Linked DNA regions of Salvelinus alpinus: region 2 is linked to region 1. A link is a contact called in public Hi-C data. All regions are on one chromosome and are shown on one strand. Each heading gives the region's core, a stretch centred on a gene start, on an enhancer-like site or on the middle of the called end of the contact. The rest is flanking DNA. Distances are from core to core; before and after follow the strand shown. Region 1 holds the start of LOC139576686 (serine/arginine-rich splicing factor 9-like). Region 2 holds the start of LOC139576693 (squamous cell carcinoma antigen recognized by T-cells 3-like).

Evidence for each region. A called contact is a pair of places that touch in the nucleus more often than the background predicts.
Region 2: a contact with region 1 is called in a Hi-C map of red muscle, with 12 times the contacts expected there. The contact joins the promoter of LOC139576693 here to the promoter of LOC139576686 in region 1. A contact is called at or near these places in 2 of 3 Hi-C or Micro-C datasets (muscle and red muscle).

Annotation. Positions count from the first base shown.
Region 1 is chr5:71,472,614-71,479,051 of SLU_Salpinus.1, reverse strand. It overlaps LOC139576686 (serine/arginine-rich splicing factor 9-like), which reads left to right and starts at 4,213. Exons shown (of 5, transcript XM_071403028.1): 1 at 4,213-4,416. LOC139576688 (polyubiquitin-like) reads right to left here and starts at 938. Exons shown (of 2, transcript XM_071403032.1): 1 at 780-938; 2 at 1-319. The coding sequence starts at 310.
Region 2 is chr5:71,649,917-71,655,864 of SLU_Salpinus.1, reverse strand. LOC139576693 (squamous cell carcinoma antigen recognized by T-cells 3-like) reads right to left here and starts at 1,609. Exons shown (of 19, transcript XM_071403039.1): 1 at 1,340-1,609; 2 at 517-643. The coding sequence starts at 1,525.

The DNA.
Region 1 (6,438 bases), core at 2,964-5,463:
TTACAGTCTCACCAGGCACCACATCATATGTGTGTGTCTGGCCCTTTTCGTTTTTCAGGAACACCTGGATAGGAGCGGGCTCCGTAATCAGCACCATCACTTTAGATCCTGAATGCAGGCCATAGTCGCTCAAAGTTTTTGAATCATCGCTGAGACTGATGTTGCTCCCATTGACACCTACCAGCCTCTGCTTTGTTGTGGGCACTTCAAAGTGTTGTTTAATCAAACTCTTGAGAGACCCCACGGTGGTGTGTGGCTGAACCTTCAGGGGAAGTGAGTTCCCGTTCAAAAGTGTTATAGTGAGTTCCATGATAGATATCTGAAAGAGGATTTAATGTATTATTTATTTGGTCTTACATTAGCATAGCTCAATTGAATGTTTTGAATAAATTAGTTTAGTAACACTTTACTTAAAGTATACTGGTGTAATGCTTTATAACTTGTTGAAAGCATGTATGATCCTCATAATAAGGCTAACAATATGTAATGTTTTGTCTCTATCCAACATTTCAGCTGACTCAAATGGCTGGTATATAATGAGAATCATTATGAGATGATTGAAAGACATAAGGGAGTCATACACACTCATGACAAGTTATACTGTACAATGCATTATAACTTTTGTATTTACCTACAGGCTTTAACATGACCATTTATTCAGCCCATTGTAATAACTAACACATTTTAAGAATTTGCTTGATATGCTGTTAAGCTTTTTTCTCTCCAGTTGATTTCTGTAAGATAGGCCTGTTGTAGCTTAATAATGAAAAATGACTTACATGTTCAGTAGATATTGTTGAGTAGTTGTTGTTGTGAAGTCTTGCAAGTTTGTTTTAAGAAATACTGTTGGTAAATCCGTTTGCTGACAATTGAAACTTATCCGATGAAAGATGATGATAGCTCTGTCAGTGTACATCTGAGCAGTCTATGTATATAACATCTGATCTGCCCCGCCCCTCAAATTGAGATTCGTTTTTCCCTCTCTGTCTCGCAGCTTTCGGTTTCTATTATAAAATAATGATGTAGTCTGCTGCTGTTTGCAGAAAGTTGAGTGCAATAAATTGTTTATTTGATATTGCCCAATGACGACTTGCCCCCAATCAAAGTATGCCCAATTTTGATTTAATTGATGTATATCACACTGAAATTTACAAAGATCACTGAAATTTCAAATTCAAATTCAAGCTGCTTTATTCACTCTAGCTCAGGGGTGTCAAACATTCAGACCGCGAGGGGTTCCAATCCGGTCCGCCGGTGACTAAAAATGAAACTACAGTTTCTTGACTGTCTGTCCAGTTCTCTAATAATCACTAGACAGCCGGGGAGCATCGACAATTCATAATTTTGAGGCAAGGAAATATTTTTTTTAGATGTCAGTGCTGCCCTCCAGACGTCGCTGAAGACCGAATGCGGCCTTCGGGGTAAAATGAGTTTGACACCCCTGCTCTAGACCATTCCATATAATTCATTATTTTAAATCGGGGTAGGCAACTATATAGATTCAGCCCCCGGCCGATTTTTGTCGGAGGGGATGATCCAGATGCCAGAACATAATTATAATAAGTTGTACACTACAAATTGACCACAACTAAGACAAAAATTAGATTGTATTTAAAAATTTGAAATAATTTCATACTTTGATTACATTGAAACACGATCACATCTAGTTTTCTATTCGTGGGAGTATTTGATGAACAGATTTCTGCATAGTTCCTGATGGTTGTAGTCTAATTTTGATCAAAAACTTTGGGGGGCCCAAAACGTATTGTGGCCCGGTTTGGCCCGCAGTCCGCCTTTTGCCGAACCCTGTTCTAGATCATTTCCTATCATTGAACCAGGTTCTAGATCATTCCCTATCATTCTAGATAATTCCCTATTTTTCAACACAGATATGTCAACCACCAGAAAGGAAAGAGAAACCTAATGCCTAAACCCAACCTCATTGGGAAAACCCAGGCCCAGATGTTACTAACAATTATGAGGAATTGCAGGCATCTTGTGATACGTCAGACATACACCTTTGTGAGTGCAGAGGGAATTTTAACAGCAATACAAATATAAAGACTATACCCTGCCTCATCCTCCCCAAAATGATATCAACACATGTTTATTTTGTCAGTAGTTGAATCATGTCTTTCAGACTACACATCTTAGTCAGACTGTACCCAAAGTTATTCACCCGTATGTTCTCTAGTACAAACAGTAACCAGTGGATGTACAGTAACTTCTATATTCTCCAGTAATTTATGTTCTCCTCTTTAATTTCTGCCTCTATGGATATTTCCAGGGGTCAATGACCTCTGTGCATTTGACTGATGTAATTCTAATGAGTCAGAACTGATGTCTGCCATGTCAGCTGAGGTAAGTGGTGTTAAAAGCAGTTCAATCAGGTGTAGACTTCTGAGAACTATAGGTGTTTGTTGTTGTTTCCTGTGCCAACCCATGAAGCTCAGCCTATTCTCTCACTAAGTCTGTGAGGACACCTTTCACCGCTGATGTCCTGTTAGTAAAATACAAGTCATTTTACATTACAGATGTGCCTTGAGGCAGAATTCTTGGTCATTCTAATTTCTGTCATAAGCAATGAGAGCAGAGAACGCTTGGGTGTTTATATTTTTAGCAATATGACTTAGCAGCAATTACAGTCATGGGGTAAGATGCTCCAATTTAACTAAAAAGGCAGATTGGGAAGGTATACCAAAGAAAATGTATTGCATACTTACACTACAACAGTGATTCTCAACTAGGGAGCCTCGGGGGGTTTGAGAGACTTTTCAAGGGGCCTGGGGGGGGACAACAATTTTCAGGCGGACGCTATTTGCATGATAGGCCTCAAGAAACAAAAACTAAAAACAAACAATCCAAAATATCTCAGGTTTTAGTTTGGTACTATTTGAAATACAAAACATGACATGCAGCCAGTAGATGATGGAGGCAGTGTTTTGGAAACGGATGTAACCTTTGAGACTGACGACTGGAAGAAGGCAAGATGTCAACTGACTAGGTGATGTGAGGCAAAAAAAGGGTGCGAGGTTCAAACCCATACCGACATCTGCGAAACACAAGCAGAGTACTTTCTCCTTTGAGTCAAGTACAGGAGAGATAATGCCATGTTCCGCTCCTGAAAACCCTGAGCAGTCGACGGATAGTGAACTCTCTCAAATTGAACCTAACAGAAGTGAAGAGGAAAAACCTGCGCCGACAGGTGAGGTGAAGGCTTCCGAGCCTCACACCAATGATCAGAAAATTGCCTGAGATGACTCTGCCCCGTAGGAGTATGATTCATGGAGAAAGTGGATCCATGCCTTTTGGCCGATCCGTTTGTTGAATCAGGCTGGGTAAAGAAGGAGTTGGGTTCTGTCAATTTGGTCAAAGCATCCAGAAGTGGACTCACGTTTCCCGACACGGAACGAGAGCTGTGGCCTGCTTTTCTCTCCGGAGCAGAGCGCAGTTGAAAGGAGTGATAACAGGGGTGGCGTTGAGTGTTGAGGTGGATCGACTGAAGTTGAGGATCCCTGGTGTCTGTGATGTACGCCGTTTGGTGAGACGCAGACCCAATGGGGAGCGCGAGACTGAGGAGACCCTGTCTGTCCTTCTGAGTTTTGATGTAAAGTGTTTGCCAGATAAAGTCATGCTAGAGTATATAAGTTATCCTGTGAGAGCTTTTGTTTTACGAACCCACTATGGTGTTTCAGGTGCCAAGTTTATGGTCATGTTGCAGCAGTATGAAGGAGGGAGATTCTGAGGTGTGAATTGTGCAGGAGAGCAGTTCAAAGGAGTGTGGTTTTGGTGTTCAAAGCGCAGTGTTTACATTTTTCGGGTGGTCATGTTGCTGGGGATCAGAAATGTCCTGTGCGAGTGAGACAGGTTGAAGTTTCCAGGGTGAGAACAGTACAGAAAGTGTCATGCTGAGGCAGTGAGGAAAGTAAAGGATGGTGGGAAAGGGGTGAGGGACCCTGAGAGGATCCCTGTGAGTAATAGGCCAGTACAGAGTGACCCGTACAGTTTGTGCATTGGTAAGGTTGGCTTCTTGGCGTTTATTGCTGTGGGCATTTCCTTTTTCCCTCACTTCCCTTTTTTGTGAACAAATGTGCAATGCATTTTCCGAACTGTGAAAGGCACCAATAATCAACAAAGCGTCTAGTCTGCCGGAAAACCACAAGCGAAGAAGAAAACAGTGAATTTTGTGTGCAGGGCCGCCACCTGGTGGATATGGTAGGTGGTTTTTGACGGAACCGGAAGTCAGTGGATGGAACTAGCTAGCCTAACTAGCTAAAAGAAGCGCAGAGATCCTCCGACAAAGGTTTGAGGGTACCGATCTCTGGAGATAAGCGAGAAATAACATTATACGAGCTTTAGAAAAGAATCACAGCAACCAACGGGGTTGCAGGTCTGATCAGCGACACAGGAAGGTAGGTGAGCTATCATGTACTCTTCTGCAAACCCAAAACATGGCACACGAGTCAGCTAGGCTAACTTGTTAGCTAGCTAGATGCTAACTTCCAACTGAAGCTAACGTTACATTAGATACTAGCCATTTGTAGTCGACAATTTGCTGGCTAGGTAATGAATGAATGGGCTAATCTGGGTTTTACATGTGAGTACAGATTGGGAATCCAGGCAGGTAGCTACCACGAGGCGATATGAAACGTATTATGTTTGAAATATAGAAACTAGTTAGCTAACCACTGTATCCCGCCTACCAGCTATGTTATCATTTTTGAAAGGAAACATCACATGAATAGCTAGGCTAGCTTTAGCGTAGGAAGCTACCTGGGTCAAGAAGGGCGTAATTTCGTCCCGCAATTCGGGGCGTTCCTGTATATGCAGGAACCCCTCTTTATACTTCTATTGGTCCATTTTTTAAATAGGACTCAGACGGGCGCGCTCCAGTACACTAGGCGGTAGCACATTCACGCACACTACCTTTAGCGCCTATATATTGGTGATCGTATCTTCTGGCTGGGGAGTTTTGTTAAGAGCTCCACGCTTTCTGTAAACGTTACCAAATATCACTTGCTGTTCGGTTTGGATACATAAGGAACCTATCTTTCATATTAGCGAGAAATCATTACACATTTCTATTATTTTTTTTATATGGTTAGGTTTCCCACACAGCCATATTTCCATGTTACAGCGCTTATTTATGGAAGACGGGCGTACTGGTGCTAGTTCTGTGTCTCGGAACACCGGTGTGTAAACGGAAGACAGACGCCACAAACGTGTTGTGACTGAAAAATACTGTCTGCTGCAACTGTGTTAAAACAGTTTACAGTAAGTGTATCTTTAGCTTTTGTTGCATTTATGTGAAATGAAAGCAAAGATTTGTTTGTAGAACCGTACTGCAATTGAAAATGTATCCACGTTTAGCTGGAGTATTTGGCTGACAGGCCCATTATCCTCTAAAAACAGACCACGTTAGGCTTCTTTAGTCCATTATTGGTCTAGGACACCGGTAGGCAGTGTCCTTCACCTCCGCTTGTTGGGCAATGCGTTCCCGCACTTCCACAGGAGGCGGGAGGCTGGGGCGACACCGCTAACTAGCTAGGTCACCAATAGACAACCAGAATATCAAGTGTCGCACGCAAGCTTGAAGATGGCGTGCTCAAGGGAGTGGGGGGCCTGTTCAAGCCGGAACCAATGGGATGTTAGAGTGGGGGGCGTTCCTGCAGATGAATGTATGCCCACATCCAGGAACTCCCCGAATTGCGGGCCGCAATCAGACACTATTGTCCGGCTGGGTTTTCGTCTCAACAGGGCCCGGTTTTCTGATAGCGATGGAATTTAGGCGTAACGTTTCATCATTCCTACAACAGCCGAAAATGTAACAACCGTTTCCCAAGCACCACGCTGACTTGACTAGTTATATACAGGTACAAAAAAATGAGAGAATGGTCGCTAAGTGCGTCGTTGGAGCATTTGTTGATACTGATAGGATCGAAAGACAGTGAGCGCTGCTCTCAGATCAGCTTTCTCCATTCAAATCATTCCTAAACAGAATTATTTCACAATACTGACGACGTATCCGCTTCTATAGATATTACCACATATGGCTGCAAATATTAAGGCGGCTTATTCTAATGCTTACTCAATAAAAATTACCCAAATCACCGATTTGGTGGCACATTGCATACGCTAGGCTACACATAATTAAATAGATTGTGACAAATTAGACAGCAGCCTACATGTAGCAAAATAGAACTCAATTGATTTAACATGAAATGCGTTTCAAAGTGATTGAAAAAACCTATAGCCTACTGTTTATTTTAAAGCAGTCATGCTTCAAATGAAAACCGATATATTTTCATACTTCGCTTGTTTGTATCAATTGCAAAGACATTGGCAACTTCGTAATTGTAGTCAACTTTTGTTCTGAAGTTATCAGCGGTCACAGAGAGACGGGTCATCCATGTGATTTGGTGTTTACGCGGAAGCACC
Region 2 (5,948 bases), core at 360-2,859, 180 kb before region 1:
GGGATATAAACATTGAACTGTTATTTTACCTGAAATGCACAAGTTCCTCTACTCCGACAATTAATCCACAGACAAGTGTAAATCGAGTTAGAGAGATTACTAGAAACTTCTTTCAGGTTTCTTTTTCTGACTTTATATGGCGGTTGGCAACCAACTTTAAGGTGCATTACTGGAGTGTGGACCTCAGCTCATCTTTCAATCAACAGTATATGCTTCTAAAAACCAATGAGGAAATGGGATGGGCGGGCCTTGCAGTGTGTCACTCGTCACAAATAGAACCAAGTTATATTTTAGCGCCTGGCTATGCAGACGCTTGTGAGCAGTGTGGGTGCAATGATTGAATAACATATGTGTACATTTACTTTGCAACACTCGCTCATGTGACGGGTGGTGTGGTCAGCACATTAGATGTAATCCAGTCTACTACATGAAGCACTTCAGCTCAATAATAGAAGTAGTAATGCACAAAGCTGTCTGCAACACCGCATCTCCAGAGGGCATCAGACACCAACCAACCTTCAGTGAGTGGGAAGAGCTCACTCATCTTCTGCCTTGCCTTACGCAGCCGAGGAAGCTCCCCCTCCTGCCTCAGGAGTTTTATGAGGTCCACATGACAGTTGTAATCAAAAGCATTGATGGACAGCTGAAAGTTAGAGTATAGAGTCAGACCAACAGCCATTGGGGAGCATTTACAAAGTGTATTTGGTAAGCAAACAAACTTACAACGTAACTAACTAAACAGGACTCCACCACTTAATTGTGTAGTAAGTATTGTTTATGCAATCAACCAAATACTGTTCAATTTTGTTGCTGACTGTCTAACTAGCTGCAGCTCGCAAAAAAGGGCGCGTGTTTACAGCTGCTGTAAGCACGTTGTCGTTGGGGAAATCAACTTCGCAGAAAGCATGGATTTGCTGGCTATCTCGCTAACGCTAATGTAACTAGCTAGCTAACTCCCTAGAAATCCGTATTTGATATTTACTAAATTCTTAACTATTATATTATTGTGGCTAGGTAACATGCTAGCAAGTTATATATTGAGTCACCATTAGCTAGTATAGTAACGTTACATAGTCAACGTTACTCCAACGACGCTAGCTGGCTAATAGTAGCATGTGAACTACCGTTAGCTCGCTAGCTAGCTTTCGTTCTTTTCAATGTAAGCGGTGCAAGTCTGCAAACAAGCCAACTTGCTGTTTGTGATGTGGATTGCTTTCAAATCTCAATGTAACCGACAACGTTGTTGACAAACGTTAGATAAATGGCTAGCTAGGTTTCCATTAATTTCTCAAACAAAGCTAGAGTAAGTTAGCTTAGCTAGCTAAATTTGCTAACGTACCTGCTCCTCCAAACGCTGAATTTCGGCTTCAGTCTCTTTTTCGTCTTCTGATGAATCGTCTATTTCATCGTCGGAATTTTCAATTCCCAAACCCTCCTCTTCATCTGAATCCATTTCATTTTCCATCCCTGCCTCTTCCTCCATCTCTTGCACCTGAGTCTCCTCTGCGTCCCCCGTTGCTGCCATGTTGGAACTTTGTCTGCCTGGTAACAGTCAGTGAGAGCTTTCCAAGGTGAGAAGGGTGCAACTGCATCCCGTAATTCGGGGCGTTCCTGCATGTGGGCATTCCTGCACCTGCAGGAACCCCTCTTTATAAACTCAGCGAAAAAGAAACGTCCCTTTTTCAGGACCCTGTCTTTCAAATATAATTAGTAAAAATCCAACTAACTTCACAGATCTTCATTGTAAAGGGTTTAAACACTGTTTTCACTGTTTAATGAACATGCACCTGTGGAATGGTTGTTAACAGGGGCGGTTCTAGACCATTTCAACTGGGGGCCAAGCTGGGGCCAGTTGTACTGTTAGAGGGGCCAGTTACATTAGACGTTATTGTTGTAATATCGTTTTCTTCACTGCATTGCAGGCATTAGCAGGCAAAAGACCATGTTCATAATCATCATCGTTGCCACTGTCTAATAACGGATGTAAAAAAAGAACGATAGCAAAAAAAAAATGTTAAAATTATTTCGTACCCCACATTTGGGGGCCACAAGGGGGTCCAAAATTGTTGTCACAGGAGCACCCCCCCCCCCGCTAGTGGCCGTTAAGACACTAACAGCTTACAGACAGTAGGCAATTAAGGTCACAGTTATGAAAACTTAGGACACTAAAGAGGCCTTTCTACTGACTCTGAGAAACACCAAAAGAAAGATGCCCAGGGTCCCTGCTCATCTGCCGGAACGTGGCATGCTGCAAGGAGGCATGCAGATGTGGCCAGGGCAATAAACTGCAACGTCCGTACTGTGAGACGCCTAAGACAGCGCTACAGGGAGACAGGACGGACAGCTGATCGTCCTCGCAGTGGCAGACCACGTGTAACAACACCTGCACAGGATCGGTACATCCGAACATCACACCTGCGGGACAGGTACAGGATGGCAACAACTGCCCGAGTTACACCAGGAACGCACAATCCCTCCATCAGTGCTCAGACTGTCCGCAATAGGCTGAGAGAGGCTGGACTGAGGGCATGTAGGCCTATTGTAAGGCAGGACATCACCGGCAACAACATCGCCTATGGGCACAAACCCACCATTGCTGGACCAGACAGGACTGGCAAAAGTGCTCTTCACTGACGAGTCGCGGTTTTGTCTCACCATCGGTGATGGTCGGATTCACGTTTATCGTCGAAGGAATGAGCGTTACACCGAGGCCTGCACTCTGGAGCGGGATCGATTTGGAGGTGGAGGGTCCATTATGGTCTGGGGTGGTGTGTCACAGCATCATCGGACTGAGCTTGTTGTCATTGCAGGCAATCTCAACGCTGCGCATTACAGGGAAGACATCCTCCTCCTTCATGTGGTACCCTTCCTGCAGGCTCATCCTGACATGACCCTCCAGCATGACAATGCCACCAGCCATACTGCTCGTTCTGTGCATTATTTCCTGCAAGACAGGAATGTCAGTGTTCCATTGAGCACGTCTGGGACCTGCTGGATCGGAGGGTGAGGGCTAGGGCATTGCCCCCCAGAAATGTCCGGGAACTTGCAGGTGCCTTGGTGGAAGAGTGGGGTAACATCGCACAGCAAGAACTGGCAAATCTGGTGCAGTACTTAATGCAGCTGGTGGCCACACCAGATACTGACTGTTACTTTTGATTTTGACCCCCCTTTGTTCAGGGACACATTATTCAATTTCTGTTAGTCACATGTCTGTGGAACTTGTTCAGTTTAGGTCTCAGTTGTTGAATCTTGTTATGTTCATACACATATTTACACATGTTAAGTTTGCTGAAAATAAACGCAGTTGACAGTGAGGACGTTTCTTTTTTTGCTGAGTTTACTTCTATTGGTAAATTTTTAAGTTACTACTCCAGTACATAGGCAGAAGGGCTCCAATACAGTCAATGACGGTAATGCACCATAACATTGAATACCAACCGCATATAAACCCCACAGAAGAGGTGGGGGCAACAATGTAGCTAGCTATACTTTGTACACACCGGTAGAGTGTCCTTTGCCCCTGCCTGTCGGGCACTGTTTTCCCGCAGTTCTGTTAAATATGGCAAGGGAAGGTGTTAAGCAGGAGGGAGTGAAGGAAACTGAGTGCTACCTTAGCCAGCTAGTCCTAAGGAGGACACCGGTACATGGAAGGCGGGGGCGACACCGTATTCTACCCTTACAAAAAAGATTGCAGTAAGTGCAGTCGACTGGTATTTTGGATGCAGTAATTGCAGAATAACTGCAGTTATACTGCACTGTAACTGCAGTTACAGTAAGGGTAGCTAGTTAACTAGCAAGCTAACTAGCACACAGTGTAGCCTCCACCTCCCACCTGCTGTGTACCGGAGAAGTTAGCGGTAGGCGACACTGGTAGACAGTGTACTTCGCTCCTGCCTGTTGGGCAAGGTTTTTTCCAGTACAAAGCAGGCCGATGGCAGAGGCGAAACCGTGTGCTAGCTAACTAGTAAGCAAGCTAGTTAGCACATAGTGTCACTCCCACCTACTGTGCTAGCAGTAGACAGTGTCCTTCGCCCCTACCTGTCGGGCACTGTTTTTCCGTTAACAACGGTGAGAGCAGGTGTTCAGCAGACGGGATCGAAGGACACTGTCTACCGGTGAAAAAACTCATAATACTTTTATTTCCCTTTTGACCCACATTCAAAAATGTCACACATGCATGAAGATGTTGTGCTCGAGGGGGGCGTTCATGCAGGAACCAATGGGGTGCTCGAGGGGGGGGGGGGGGTGGGGGGGGGGGGGTTCCTGCAGATGTAGGAATGCCCACATGCAGGAACACCGTGAATTGCGGGCTGCAGTTGTTCACTATTGTCCAAGGTAGAGCCTGGCAAGTGAACACACCCCCAGATTCTATGCAAAATTCAAAACGTTATGTAATCTGGTACCTTGCCAAAATATCAGACTTCATAGCTTAGGTGCTCTAATGTGTATTGGTCAGATAGATAGCGAGACTGAGGGGCATCTTCGTGAAGGTATGGTGGTTGAGTGAGGCTCTTTACATTGAAGATTCCCTTCGACGCTTGCTTTCATGAACCAGAGACTTCCAAAATCCCTGGTTTTGATGGATGAGTATAGGGAGTGATGGATGAGTATAGGCAGTGTGGTTTCCACTGTGTAGGTATCCAGCTCTGTCTCTGGCTTTGTGGTGAAGCTGAGGTGAGAAACTTTCTCATTAGGCTGCAGGACCCGTGGACAGATAGACATGACAGATAAGGTGAGGAGCATGCAATGTGTGAGATGTGCTGGCTCAGCATACACCAGGTCAGTGGCCATCTTTAGCCTTCCATTAAGTAGCCACCGGTACAGGATGTCACACTCATCCTGTGGCTGAGGCGGAGCTCCTGCAGCCCAGAGAGGGCCCAGAGTAGGTGGGCCACAATACAGGGCTGGTTCCAGGCCACAGAAAGGACAGATGTGGTGAGAGAGATGGAGATGGGCAGGGACTCAAAGAAGACCATCAGCCCTGGGCGAGGACAGCAGCAGCCCTCGGGGCAGGGGGATGTCACAAGGCAGGCCAGGGGAGACACACACAGCAGTATGAGACCATAGAGGCGCCACGGCATAGCTCATTAGGAGGAGTGGGGGAAGAGAAGGAGAGGGAGGAGAAAGGACAAGGCAACGTGGAGACAAGCACCAGCTGCAATCTACCTACTAATGACTACTAAATCCTTTGGATAAAAACTACAGCAGCATGCACTGCACTGTCATTGTAAATCTCTAAGAAATAGTCTTAAATTCAGATACACAACCTGTAACTACTACCGTACTTAATAAACCATAATTGACCATTTTTCCAAGGCTCTGTTTCATCCGCTCTTCCCAAGAAGTTGGCCAGCCAAGACGGCTATAATCGATCCATTGTGTGACTGGCTCTCCAGAAACCATCGTCTTTGAGAATTTCAAGCAGCCGCCCATCAAAGTTTGACGATGCCCTTAAGATGCTCTATTACCTGTTTTTTATCCTCTTCATTAATTCATTTTCAAGGGCAGAGAAACAACACTGAAGTCTCGTAATAACATGAGAGGTAGAACCATGAAAATAGAAACACAGCAATTGTCTCTTTCAGGAGCAGACCTCCCTCAGGTAGCATCCCCTCTACGATTAACATCCAGGTCATAGGACATCCTCCAGCATCCTGCCACTCTGAGAAGCTGCACTAAATGAAGCCAAGCCAGACAGACGCGTTGGGTGGTCATGTCCTTTGGCTGTGTGCCTTCCGTTTTCCCGGTAGAAAGAAAGAGTGAGAGTGCAGGAGTAGTATATTGCAGAATTATTTAGCACCTTGTTGAGAAAGAGGGAATCTGACCCTGGTGCGAGGCTCCCTCGGGGCTCCATATTTCAGGCTCTACAAGGTTTGCACTTGCTTTTGGGCTGTTCTGCCTTCTTCTTTGATGTTTGCTCTTCGGTAACTTGGCTCTGAATAACTGGG